2 separate regions of the Mus musculus genome follow, and region 2 is linked to region 1. Evidence: chromatin contacts called from public Hi-C data. All regions are on one chromosome and are shown on one strand. Each heading gives the region's core, a stretch centred on a gene start, on an enhancer-like site or on the middle of the called end of the contact. The rest is flanking DNA. Distances are from core to core; before and after follow the strand shown.

Region 1 (7,052 bases), core at 2,790-5,289:
TTCTACTCGGCCCCGACTGCAGACCGTTCCGTGCCTTGGTTCATGGTCCTGCTGTGGGTCTGCTGAGGTCTGGGGAGGAGATGGGGCACTGAGTATCATGTCCTCTGGCTGCTGTGACTTTTTCTGCTCCGTGGAAGGGTGGCTGTGTCTACGCATGGCTGCTGATTGCTTGGTAGCTTTCCCATCATCCATCTGACATTTATCATATGGAAAGTTAAAAGCACGCTTAGCACAAGGCCCCATTTTAGCATTCCTATTTTGGGATACAGACTCTTCCCTGCCTTCGAGCTAATTCCTCCCTGAAGAAACCAGCATTACCTGTGAGTGTAAGAGCCGTGGGATTTTTCAAGAGGATCCTGGAAGGAAATACCCCGAGAATGGAAATTTATCCCACCATGACATGATTTGGGAGGGGACAGAGCTCTCTCTCTCTGTCTCTCTCTCTCTCTCTCTCTCACTCGCTCTCTCTTCTCTCCAGCCATGTAATAAATATTCATAAACTATAAAATTCTTCATCTCAGAACCCCTGTGCTGTTCCTTCCACAACCCCTTGCCACATTAGCAAACATACCCCTCTGCTCTCTGCCTCCTTTCTGTTGATTGGCCGGTAGGTGGGTGGGTGGGTGGGTGGGTGGGTGGGGGAAGGTTGTTTCATGTATTGTTGTTGTTGGTAGGGTCTCACAGATCCCTGGTTAGCTTCTAAAGCCTTAAATAGCTGAAGCGACCTTAAATTCCTGATTTTGCTGCATCCACCTCTGAGTGCTGATGGCTGTCCCATCCCGTTCTCTTTACAGCTTCTTGGTGATTGCTCGGGCACAGCATCGTGGTACTCGGTGTCACTGTCATACGCTGTGTAGTGTCATTGTCAGATGTACAGCGTCATCCGATGCACGGTGTTATTATTTTACTAGATAAGTGAACGGTAGACCCCTTCCTTGCTTTCCTGTGTATCTGCCTACCTTCCCCTGCTCTTAATGTCCCTTGCCTGTGGATTCAGCTGTGTGGCACATGTGTGCAGTGCCTTTGGAGGCCAGAAGAGGGCATCGGATTCCCCAGAAGGTTGTTACCGGCCTTAGGAGTTCCAGGAACTGAACACTGGTCCTCTGCAGAAGGAGCAAGTGTTCTTAACCCTCAGCCGTCTCTCCAGGCACCATTTTGTATCTCCTGAACATCCCCACTTCTCACTAAGTCACCTGAACGTCCCCGCTTCTCATTAAGTCATTCTAGTAGGATTTCTACAATCACATCAGGAAGAGTTGCCCTTTTCCTTTCTTTTTTTTAAAGATTTATTTATTTTATGTATATGAGTACACTGTAGCTGAACAGATGGTTGTGAGCCTTCATATGGTTGTTGGGAATCAAATTTTTAGGACCTCTGCTCATTCCGGTTAATCCCCTGCTTGCTCTTGTCAGCCCAAAGATTTATTTATTATTATACATAAGTACACTGTAGTTGTCTTCAGACACATCAGAAGAGGGCATGAGATCTCATTTCAGGTGGTTGTGAGCCACCATGTGGTTGCTGGGAATTGAACTCAGAACCTCTGGAAGAACAGTCAGTGCTCTTAACCACTGAGCCGTCTCTCTAGCCCACGAGTTGCCATTTTCCTAAAGCCTCCATGTGTAGTTTAGAGCCCAGAAGAAGGAAGGCCTGTTGTACTTGCTCATAACTATGTTATCAGACTCCAAAAACTTGTGACTTTTGAAGGAAGAGGGACACTGGGGTAAGTAGCTGCTGCAGCCATGGCTCTGCCCTCGCAGCTAGGATCTCCCCATGTCCCTGAGGGAGTCTTCCTTCCTGCTGACCGCACCACACCCTCTGTCCACCTTGTACTCGGGTATGCATGCAGCAACTCCCCTCCATGGTTCAAGGTTATGTTCATCCTGACAATTTCTTTGGTTGTTGCTGCTGTTTATCATCACTGTGTGTATATGCATGTATATGTGTATATGCATGTATATGCATGGGGGGAGGGCATATAACGTGTTTCCGTATTTGCACCTTTACCTGGACTCCGAGGATTAGACTTGGGCCATCAGGCTTAGACAGGAAGCACCTTTCTCTGCTGAGCCACCTTGTTTTGAAGCAGGGTCTTACACTGTAGCCCAGGCTAGCCTTGGACTCTTAGTGACCCTCTTGCCTCTGCCTCCCAAGTACTGAGAGCCCAGTTGTGAATTATCATACTCAGCTGATTCCTTTAACGTTAGTGTTCTAAAGACCTCAGTCACTGTGCCTTTTGGTGTTAACTTTCTCTCACAGATGTTTGGTTTCCCTTTGTCCACCTCACCTTTCAGGGTCCCCTTGTGTGTTTGTTTTGTTGGTGGTGGTTTGGTGTGATGAGGGTGTGTGTGTGTGTGTGTGTGTGTGTGTGTGTGTCTCGCTTTGTTGCCTGCTGGTAAGTTTCCTACAGTTTCCACTCCACTCATTCTCCCTTCCCTGTCATCTGTTCCTCGATCTGCCTTGAGTACTGATTTTATTGTTGTTTTTCCAGGCCCCTGTACATGGCAGGCATGTGCTACCACCTAGTCCACGATACATGCCCAGCCCTCTTCTCTCAGTTTTTAATTATGAAACAAAGTTGTCCAGGCTGGATTTGAACTTGTGATTCTCTTGCCTCATCCTCTCAAGTAGCTGGGTGAAAAGCCTGGAGCACCAGGCTCTGAGAGAACTTATGTTCAGTGGTTATCATTTTTCTTCCCAGGCCATCTAGACTATTCGACCCGTTCTCTCAAGCCTCCTGTTCCTTCATTTTTCACTGTGTCTTCATGTTATTTGCCATCCTGATGGCCCCTTACCAGGCTGCTCTTTGGCAGGGCCTGAAGGCGGGGTCTGCACAACAGTGAGGCACTGAGGTACATCCCCACCCCAGTGTCCCTGTTCTCTGTGTGTGAACGCCAAGAACTTCACACAAACGGGATCATTGTTTGGCTTATGTCTCTTATCATAATGTCCTCAGGAGGAGTTTTGTAGTTTTTGGTTGCAAACTTATCTCAGAGGGCTGTGTGTGTGTCGGGGTGGGGGAACCTCTGCGTCTCTAGTAAAGGTGTCGTCCTTCCGAAGCAGTCTGCATTGCTTTCGGGGTTTTTATTGTTGACTTCCTGACTCAGGCTTTACTATCTAGAGTAATTACAGTATTGGCTCATAATTCATTTTCCAAGGGGACAGTTCCCATCCTCCTGAGAGGAGCGAGTGGGTTTCCCAGTTGTCTGGGTACTCCAGACCCCAGCCCCACCCCAGGCTGCACCTGCACTGTTCCAGCAAGGCACCGTTACTCCTGGCTTCCTAAACACTCTTACCATTCTTGGATATTTGGCCAAAGTGATTTCAGACAAAATGCTTTCTGTTTATAATCTCTTAGCTTTCTGAGCTTCCGTGTTCTTGCATTGAGATCATGTATCTTTCCCGTCCTTTCTCCATCACGGCACACTAATGTGTCCCCCTCTGGCCCGGCGTGGCAATGGTACAGTCTGGTACAGACGGTAGTTTATGGAGGATAGTTCAGCAAATCTGAACCAAAGTCCATGCTCAGCTACGTGAGTCCAAGGTCCAGAGTCGGGGATTGTGTGCTGGAGTCTTCAGTGTCACAGTAACTCTGCCTGAATGTCGCCAGCCTCTGTGCCTTCTCCCACCACACTCAAGGCAACAAGACACCCAACATTTGATTCTTTTTTTTTTTTAATGTTCTCTTTACATCTTATATAACTTTATTTCCTAAGAGAGGAGAATGCTGAACAAAGACGAGGCATCCCAGTTCCCTTAGCCTGGCGATCGTAACCACCTCATCTTCAGTTTCTTGGGGTGAAAATGCTGTTTGGTGAGAATGATTAGGCTTGGTTTTCCTTGTTTTGTTTTTTTCCCCTGTGGATAGGAATACACACACTCTCTCCTTCCTCTCTTTCTCTCTCTCCCTCCTCTCCACCCCTGCCTCCAGGAGAACCCAAGTGCGATTCCTCCAAGCTCACGTAAAAGCTGAGTGTAGTAGTGTAACACACGTCTGGATCCTGGTGTTCCTACATGGAGATGGGAGGTGAAGATAGGAGGGAGAATCACTAGTTCTCAAGCCAGCTGGCCTGACACATGCTGCGTTAGATAAAAACCAACCCTGTCTCAAACAAAATAAAATGCAAGAGCCAGCACCCAAGACTGTCCTTTGACCTCCACAATGTGTGTCATGGCACAAGTATATCTGCATTCGTACGTACACATCACATATTTCATATGTATACTATAAAGACTGAAATTTTGTATATACATTTCAGTGGTGTTAAAGTACACTCACACTTCTTAATACAGAGGTGACCACCGCACATCTCTAGAACTCTCATGTTTCCAAACTGATGCTCATGCCATGAAATGAAGTTCTCATTTCTATCCCAGCCAGGCCCTGGAAACCCTCACTCCACTTTCCATCTACTGTAAGGGCCTCACGTAAATAGAATCATCAGTATTTGTCATTGTATGACTGGTTTATGTCACTTATGTCCTAAAGGTCATCTGGTATAGCAAGTTAGAAACATGTTCCTTCTTAAGGCAAAGTTCCATTCCATTGTATGGACACATTTCATAGACTCATCATATGGACACACTGCATGAACACATTGTATAGACACACCATGTGGACACATTGTATAGATACACTAAGCTTAGTTATTTTCATCTTATATGTGTGTCTTGCCTGTGTATATGTAAGTGCACACTGTCTGTACACCTGATGCCTCGGAGGCCAGATGAGGATGCTGGATCCCTTGGAACTGGAGTTACGGATGGTTGTAAACTGCCATGTGCATGCTGGAAAACAAACCTTGGTCCTCTGCAAACACAGCCAGTGCTCTTAACCAATAAGTCACTTCTCCAGCCCTTACTATAACTTGTTTTTGAAGCAGAATTAAAGTCTGTTAAAAGATACTTTAATATACATTTTATACATAATTATTAAGAGAAAAGCACTCGGGTAGAAAGAAGAGCGAAATCTCCATGTCATGCTTTAAAAACATATGGTGAGAGGCTAAAATTGTTCTAATGAACTATCCCATGGTTTTCTGCAACCATTTGGACATCATTGGAGACCAAATAGACGTAATCTCTGAGTGATGGTTATAGTTCTAGAAACTGGTGGCAGGGCCATGTCAAAAACTAGCAGCTGTCTCAGCTGAATGCAGGAGAGCAGGCATGGCTAGGGTCATCAGTACGTGGTCCCATTTGGAAGAGGATGTGCTCTGGAGAGAGGAATACAGAGCAGTTCTGGGCAGGGAGGGGCTTGCAGCAGATTAGGGTTACTTCTGGAACAAGGATCCAATGATGTGCAGCTCCCAGCCATGCAGAACTAGAGTTCTTACTAAAGAGATAGCAATTGTTTGGACAAGGTGGTAAGTGCCTTTAATCCCAGGTCTCATGTGAACAGGCAGATATCTGAGTTGAAGCCAACCTGCTCTACAGAGCAAGGTCCAGGCCAGCTAGAACGATATAGCAAGATTCTGTATCAAAAACAGACCACAAGCTACCTAACACGTCTTTAATCTCAGCACTTGGGAGGTAGAGGCAGGCAGATCATTGGGAATTTGAGGCCAGCCTGGTCTACATCGTGAGGTCCTGTCTTAGAGTAGGGGATGGATGAATAGAGAGAGGGAGGGAGGGAGGGAGGGAGGGGGGAGGGAGGAGTTGAAGTGCTGGGGATGTTGGCACACTTATAATGGTGTACTTAGGAGACAGAGGCAGGAGAATCAAGAGTTCAAGGCCAGCCTCTGCTACAATGAAAGTTTTCAACCCTGACTTTCTGAAACTATGTAATTAACAAATTCCATCTTGGAAATCTTTTATTCCAGTCCTGTAAAAAGAATACCCCAGGGGCTGGAGAGATGACTTAGCAGTTAAGAACACTGGTTGCTCTTCAGGGGTCCTGAGTTCAATTCCCAGCAACCACATGGTGGCTCACAACCATCTGTAATGGGGATCTGATGCCCTCTTCCGGTGTGTCTGAAGACAGCAACAGTGTACTCACATATATATATATAATAAAAAAATAAATCTCAGGAGCTGGAGATGTATCTGAGCAGTGGTTCTTACCCTGTGGGTCTCTGTCCCTCTGGGGGTCCATTGACTCTTTCACAGGGTCACATCAAATATTTATATTACTTTTCATAACAGTAGCAAAATCACAGTTATAAAGTAGCAATGAAAATAATTTTATGGTTGGGGGTCCCCATAACAGGAGGAACCGCACTATAGGACTGCAGCATTAGGAAGGCTGAGAACCACTGTCTCAGAGCGTAAGAGCATTGGCTGCTCTCGCTGAGGACTGGGGTTTGATTTCCAGCTTCTACACAGCAGCTCACAACCATCTGTAACGCCAGCTCCAGAGGGATCTGGTGCCCTCTTCTGACTTCTGCAGGTACTGCACACACGTGGTGCACAGACATTTAGGCAGACCACTAAATGACCCTGTCTGTATTGAGTAGTGGGCATGCAGCCTGAACTTGACCTCAGCTGCTTTCCAGGAACCACAGCCAAGGGATGAAGTGACACTCAGCCACGCGTCCGAGAACTCACACGTAAACGTGTAGAGAGGGAAGAAGCAGGCTTCCATCTCTAGGCTGATTATGCTTGCAGCTGAGAATGCGTGTTCGTAGTGGCTAGCAGGGACCAGTTTTATTCATTGTCACAGTTAATTTTTAAACATCACATTCATGAAGAAGTTATCAAAGGAACTGTTTGAAGGAGCTCTGAGCTTATCAGAAGCACAGGGACGTGAAACCGGTAAATAAGGAAAGGCAACGGGCGTCTCCACAGAAGACTCAGTTACCTCTTTTATCATATCAGCAACTGCCACTTCACCATAGTTTACGAATGCATTCGTGGCTCCCTTTAAAGTTATTTCTTATCTTTTCTTTGCCTTTCAGATTTCTTGTTTAAATTCTTGGTCATCGGAAATGCGGGAACTGGCAAATCTTGCTTGCTTCATCAGTTCATTGAAAAGAAATGTGAGTAACACCAGGCATCTTAACAGCACATGTGAACCACCCGCATGCACGTGCTTCTGGGAGAGCTGGGCTCG
Region 2 (7,293 bases), core at 3,227-5,726, 750 kb after region 1:
AATCCTCCTGCCTCCACCTCCCGCATTACAGGTGCACCCCACCACTTGTAGTTTCTAAGTGGGCTAGGGATTGACCCAGGCTCTCGTGCATGCTTGGAAAGCATTCTATCAACGAGTTACATCTCTAGTTCTCTTTTGACTTTTTATTGTAAGACAAAGTCCAGTAAATCGCCCTGCTTAACCTTGAAATCACTATATTATATGAGCTTGTAACCCTCCTGCTTCAGCCTCTGCCATAGCTGGAATTCCAGGCCTGCTCCACCACATTCATCAGAATGTGACTGTATTTGGCAATAGCACCTTTAAAGACAAGGTAAAACGAGCCCTCCCCAGTGGGCTCCGATGCAAATTGGCTGGCATTCTTATACACAGAGAGCAGCAAGGGACAGGGCTACAGATCAGTTGGCGAAGTGTTTCTATTGCAAGCTTGAGGGCCTGACCTGGATCCTCAGAACCCGTGCAAAAACACTAGGTGTGGGGGCTGGAGAGATGGCTCAGCGGTTAAGAGCACTGACTGCTCTTCCAGAGGTCCTGAGTTCAAATCCCAGCAACCACATGGTGGTTCACAACCATCTGTAATGAGATCTGATGCCCTCTTCTGGTGTGTCTGAAGATAGCTACAGTGCACTTATATAATAAATAAATAAGTAAATAAATAAATAAATAAATCTTAAAAAAATACTAGGTGCAATAGCATATGCATGTAACCTCAGAGCTCAGGCACTGGAGACAGGTAGATTCCTGGGGCTTGACTCCCTAGGGTTCTCTCTAGCCTGTCTCAAAGGAGATGAACACCATTTTGACACGACATGAAAGGTTGTCATCCAGTCACTATACACATGAGAACACACATATGCGCACACACACACACACACACACACACACACACACACACACACACACACGAGGATATCAGGGTACAGGAAGAGAAATCTATTAGAGTCACAGGGAGAGGAGGGAATTTGCAAGACAAAGGCAGAGAGAGGCCCCAGGAGAACTTGGCTCTGACCATGCCTTGCTTTGGGTTTCTGGAGGTTCTCTTGTTATCTATCATACTAGGCTGTGGCACAGTCCTGGTAGAACCAGGCATACAAGTGACAAAGGCTAAGAGTTTATTCCTGGAGGACATGTGGATGGCCCACTGGGTTTTGTGGAGCCTTTGTACCCACGTGGGTGTGCCCTAGGGTTGATTTTAGTGTCCATGAGATCCTAGCCTGCAGCCATAATTGAGAGCCAAAGGCCTTGCCCAAGCCCAGGTCCTTCAGATATGCTCCAGGCAGGCTGGATCCCACACAGCAGCTAAAGAAGACTCTATAATTGGTTCATCTGCCCAGCCTGCTCACCCACGGTTGGTTTCAGTGGTCTATGGTAAGGCAAGGAATTGATTCACCCAGATGGCTATGAGGTACAGGAAGGGCTTGGGGCTCTGGCCAGTCATGGACCAGGGGATGGGGTGGTCCATTGAGCTGGATAGCCTTTCCCAGCCTCAGATACCACCCACAGTACATAGACTTAGCCTTGGATCCCAGAGGAAGGCTCCTGAGCTGACTCTGCAAAGCCTACCTCTTATTCCTCTGGTCCTAGTGTGGGAAGGTGAGTTCTATCCATCCTTCAGTTCTGACCAAGCAGACCATGTGCGCTTGCTTCTATAGGAACCAGCCTGGCATGTGGCTTCCAACCCCTTACCTCACTGTGGCCACCACTGTGAGCCTTGGCACCTCAACCCTGACTGAGGTCACCTTGACCCTTCCTTTCTGCTGCTTCACCTTTCCATGTACAACCCTCCACCAAACCACCTGCAAGGTCCCTAGGTGAGGATCTTAATGTCCGTATTGTTCTGTTGAAGGTGCTGCAGACATTTAAGGTGTAGGTCCTAGTGGGGGCCCAAGGCCACTGGGGGCATGCCATTAAGAGGGGTCGCAGGACCTGTGTCTTTCCTTCTTCGTTGCTTTTGCTTCCTAGCTACATTGGAAGCAGCTCGTTTTACCAGATGTCATTGCCATTGTCAGCCAACACCCCAGAAGTCCCGAGCAACAGTCTACCTGAATTTGACCTGCAATTCCAGTACCATGAGCCAAGACAAACCTTTCTCTTCATAAGTTAATGATCTCAGAATGTCACTATGGAGTTGCAAAGCTCCAAGGTCACCCTGGACTCCCATATTCCCGTGCTTGCCGAGGCTGCACATAGAATATCCTCCACAGACAGACAAGGTGCTCTTTGCTCTGCTCTGGTCATCCCACTGGTCTGAGAACCTTTGGCTTCTGACTGTCTAGTGCTTCATCCTTTTGACACACACATCTGGCTTCACCCATCATTCTTAAAGAAAGTTTAGAGGTTTGGGAAAGCAGAGTAGAGAGCTCTGCCTGTACTCACTGGCCTTTCCTTGCTTTATAATCCAACACAGTAGGGTCAGGACCTGCCTCAGGTGCCCAGGCCACTGGATGAGCTGTGGGGGTGAACACAATGTTTCCTAGACTGCTGTTCCTATGAACGGCCTCTGTCCAGAAGGTAGTGCCATGGCTGCTGTCCCAGGAAACGCGTCACTACTGTCCTTAGGCACAAGTGACTGTTTGTTCTTAGCTGTAAGCTGCTGTCAGTCAAGTTCACCCTAAGTGTGATTGCAGCAAATCTTGAGGACATAGGAGATCTCACCCCCACACACACACTTCTATTCCCTCCCCACCAGCTGCCTCTCTGTGTCCCTGTCTTGTGGCTTCTCAGGGCTATGTTGCCTGTCCTGTCATTATCAGGGTGCATTCCAGTGCTGTCTTCTGTCAATAGTTCATCTTCACCACTCAAAGTCTACCTCAGGCTCCCCACACCTCTCTCTCACCTCCTCTGTACCTCATAGCCACCAGAAGCACCCTATATCCTGTATCGATGTATTTACTATGTGCCCCACTGGTCTGCCTCCCACAGGTACCTGAGTGCCACAGGTTAGCCCACCTTCCTAAGGTCATCCAGGGATAGCTGTAGAATCATCAGTGCCATTTGTACAGGAACAGACAAGTCTTGTGACCTGCACCAGGTCACACAGCTGGGACTCAGCCCTAACACTTGAATCCATGAGTGGCATCTAGACATGACACATATTGCCTCTTAAAAGAAATAAGGAACTGAGGAGCCTAGGGCAGGTTCAGCACGCAAGAACACGTTGTTGCATAAATATGAAAATCCGGGTTCTCGTCCCCTGACCCCTTGTGAAAGACCAGTCACAACCACATACTCCCCTAACTCCAGAGAGGTGGAGCGAGGAGACAGGATGATCTCCAGGGCTTCCTGGCTGCCAGTCTAGCCCCAGCTTCAGGAAGGGACCCTGTCTCAAGGGACTAAGGAGGACAGTAGCTGGCAGGACACCTGGTATCCTCCTCTAGTCTCTATCTGTGTTCATGGCTCCTATGTCTCCATGCTCCTCCCCTACACTTCATATATACACATACATACATACATACATACATACATACATACATACATACATACATATGTACATAAATACACACGTCATACACACATATGTCACATTCACATAAATACATATATACCTTGGGCTGGGTATGGTGATACAATCAAGAGGTTGAGGCAGACAGAATTTAGTGAGTTCTAGGACAACCAGAGCTACACAGTAAGACCCTGTCTTCCAAAAAAAAAAAAAAAAAAAGGGGCAGACATATCTCTGAATCTGAGGCCTGCACGCTTTACAGAGTGAGTTCTAGGACAGCAAAGACTACAACAGAGAAACCCTGTCTCAGAAACCAGAAGTAAATAAATAAATAATATGCACATACACAACACGGCACACACACACACACCACACTAAGAATAAAGAAGGAGCTAACTTTTCAAAGTACTTCCATGTTACTGGATGCTCCTAACTTATCCCCAGCCCTAGAGAACCTCAGAACTGTGATGAAGCCTGTTCACAGAGGGGTAAGTTGAGGCCCTACAGGACATGGTGAGGAGCCACAAGACACAGACCACAGCATTGAGCCTGGATAGAGATGTCACGTGACTTGTCCCTTCCTGCTTCTTGCAGTCTGAACAATGAAGCCTTGTTCTCCCTTCAGGCTGGAGGAGGTCCAGGGGACTTGGCCACCCTAGTGCTGACCCTGTGAGAGTCTCTCTGCTTTTGAGGACCCATCTGGACTCACAGGAGGCAAAAGGACCTGGCCATCCCCTAATGAAAGACCATCAGTTCCCAGTGAGCCCAGTTTGGTGACCCACAGGGGACAGTTTACCTGGACATCTAGCCTTTCGGAATAGGAGAAGCAGTCAGTGCTCACATCTCCTGAAGCGCCTGCTACCACAGACTTCTCACTCCAGAAAAAATGCCATCCAGCCCTTCCCAGTGTCTCTGCCCAGTCCCGGCCTCCTCTTCCCACCCACAGCTCAGCTCCTGCCTGGCCAGATCCCATGAAAGAACCAAGACAAGAGTGCTCTGCTTACCTTCAGCGCCAACCTAGACAAGCACAGCTATCCCCTGGTGAGCCAAGCAGGCTTATTTATACTCAAGGGGTGGAGATGGATCTATTCCTGGGCTACTCTGTACAGAGGCTGGGGGAGGACCCAGATCAGGGAACCATGAGAATCCAGGCTTGACCAAGATGGATCAGGGCCAGGGTGATGTTCCTCTGGGCCCCTTCCAGGAAGCCCTACTGGCAGATGAGCCTCATGCAAAAATAGGCTGGCCTTGGGTTACACATTTACCCCAGTTCCCTGGAGCCAGGACCACAGTCACAGGATTGAGTGGGTTGTGACAACCTGAAGCCAGCCATGCAGACCTTGGGATGAAAGCCCCCTCGTGATGCACTCGTAAGCCTCTCTGGGCATGCCAGGAAGGGGGCTCACTTGCAGGAGCTGAACCTCACGTCACCAGCTGCTCTCAGGGTGGACGACCTTGGACATTTGTAGTTACGTTAGTTGCCTGTTCTGTACAGGGGCTTCCAGTGGGCTGAGGACACACATCACCAGTAGGAAGCGCCTTCCGGAACTTCTAGCACACCTGATTAGGCTGGGAAATTCTGACTGTGGTAGAGCCATATTGAAACAAAATGTTCTGGGCTCATGGACGGAAAGCAGCAGTTTTGGAGGTTGGAGGTTTTGGAGCGCCTCCCTTGAGGGTGGAGAATGGTTGTGAAAGTTTAAGGGATGAGACTGGTGGACACCAGGGAAGGGTGGGATCTGAGAAGACAGCAGGAGTAGGCCTGGCAGACAGTCCCACCTGCAGGCTACCATGGGTGGCGACTAGCTTGCATCGCATCCACAACTTCAAGCAATCTCTTGGCCATGTGGACACAGGCACAACCTGCCTTCACCTAAAAGTGGCATGGGAGAGTAGAGGTGGAAAGAGAGAGTGGGCAGAGCAGTCGCTGGCTTAGAAGACAGATGCACCATGCAGGACTTGATGGTGTTTGAGATGGGCTCTGAAGAGCAACCTTCTCTGGGCACAGACATAAAATAACTACCAGAGATCTCAGTGGGAGACCAGCTGTAGGAGGCAGGGCTGTAGAGTGACGGTCTGCACTCGGGATTAAGGAAGAGGATGCCAGCAGCCCAAGGGGTATGCAGGGAGTAAGAGCTTAGGAAAGGCCAGTGGTGCACAGATTTCCCCGAGGAGTGTGTGGATGCCTTAGTAGCTTTGGGGTTCAGCAGGGAGCCCTGTGCTGAGGACACAAGAGTAGAGCTCATGAATATAGTGATAGAAAGATCTTTCCTCTCGGGCTCTGAGACCAGAAGACTGGATTCTTCAGCTCACTGAACATCTTTTTTGTCCTCTGTGAGATGTCCAGTAGATGAAGGCTACTGAGCGTGGTTAACCCTTGCTACTAAGGCTGTCTGAGCACAAGCCTCCTCTGTGGCAGTCTTTACTGGCTGGTCATCAGTCCATCCCAGTCCACACGGAGAACAGGCTCAGTTACTCCACCTGGAGCAAGTACCCCTGCAGCGGCAAGTCAGACAACAGGGCTCTTGGGCCAGGCTGGCTGTATAGACTCCGCCTGCTCTGAGGGGGTTAACTGACTGGCCTGAAGTCCCCCCCCCACGGCCCCCTGTTCCTTCACTATCTAGGAAAGAGTGTGAGAGAGATGCAGAGCTTCCTCCGTCTGCATCCTAGGGTCTCCATGGCTGGCTTCCCTCGCCACACAAGCATGTGCTAGCTCACACTAAGTCTTTCCCATTCCTCCACGGTGTCTTCCCAACCTCTTTATGACCAGGAATTTCCCTTAGCCTTGCATCCATCCACAAGTAGGATTATCCTTTGTCTTGTGTTCCCCAGTAGCCCCCTCAGAGCTGCCAGCCACCTGCCCCACACCATGCCTGGTTTATTGAGAGTGAACACAGGGCTTCGGCCATGCCAGGAAGTGTTCTACCCACTGAGCTACTCTTAATGGAGTCTATTCCAGAAACTATTTGTCAATAAAAATCCCTTGACAGCCACATAACATTCAAACTGAGTCCCATATTCAAAGTGACAGATGCTGGGGATGTCCTCAGGGTGCCTTGTGGGTCTTTTGACACACAAAATACTGTTTCCGTCAGAGCCGAATGAGGCCGCAGAGCAGACAGAAATTGGTTTCCTAACCCTTTCTCCACTCTAGCTCATTAGCATTCGCGCAGCCACAGATACAGCACAGGCTGCTGGTCCAAACTCCATGTGTGCCTTGGCACAGGTACTAGGAAAATCTACGGAAGGGTGCTTCTGCCCCAGTGTGAGTTTAGATAAACCATGGCCCTTCCTATGGAAAAATGTCATCACCCTCTTGCCAGCAGAGCTCCAAGCAATGGTCAAAGAGCTGTCCTGTGGGTCTGGCAGGCTGTCTCTTGCGAAAGCTGTGCTCTAGAAATAATATTTACTCAATGGTCAGTCCTTCTATGGAAAACATAGCAAAGAAATTTGGAAACACAAATAGTAGTGTCTTTCCACTAGCATCTCAGAAGTATTCACATATGGCTTTAATAAACAAAATACTCTCTAGGCTTCAGAAATATCTGTGAACAGAGGGTCTTTGACTTGTTTTGCTGCAGCCAAGAAAGAGAGGGGGCGAGGCAGAGTGGATACAGGGCATGGAGCAGGCTGCAACTTCAGTCCTAGGGAGAGAGAGCCAGGAGCCACCTCAAGTTCAAGGCCAGCCTGGGCCACAGAGTATAACTCTGTAAACAAGAAGAAGGAGGAGGAGGAGGAAGGGGAGGGGGAGGAGGAGGAAGGGGAGGGGGAGGAGGAGGGGGAGGAGGAGGAAGGGGAGGGGGAGGAGGAGGGGGAGGAAGAGGGGGAGGAGGAGGGGGAGGAGGAGGGGG

Evidence for each region. A called contact is a pair of places that touch in the nucleus more often than the background predicts.
Region 2: a contact with region 1 is called in a Hi-C map of liver, with 1.9 times the contacts expected there. The contact joins the promoter of Agt here to the enhancer-like site in region 1. A contact is called at or near these places in 3 of 39 promoter capture datasets (HPC-7-derived erythroid cells and liver), 1 of 484 Hi-C or Micro-C datasets (liver) and 1 of 9 other capture datasets (liver).

Annotation. Positions count from the first base shown.
Region 1 is chr8:123,816,917-123,823,968 of GRCm38.p6, forward strand. Rab4a (RAB4A, member RAS oncogene family) reads left to right here. Exons shown (of 8, transcript NM_009003.3): 2 at 6,898-6,978. Among named protein-coding and RNA genes, the nearest start is that of Gm51601, 14 kb to the right of the region's middle. Within about 2 kb of position 4,040, at least 20 of the 459 cell types and tissues checked have an H3K27ac peak or open chromatin away from gene starts, as enhancers often do. A contact at or near this core is called in liver, where this site is marked.
Region 2 is chr8:124,565,230-124,572,522 of GRCm38.p6, forward strand. Agt (angiotensinogen (serpin peptidase inhibitor, clade A, member 8)) reads right to left here and starts at 4,477. Exons shown (of 5, transcript NM_007428.4): 1 at 4,447-4,477.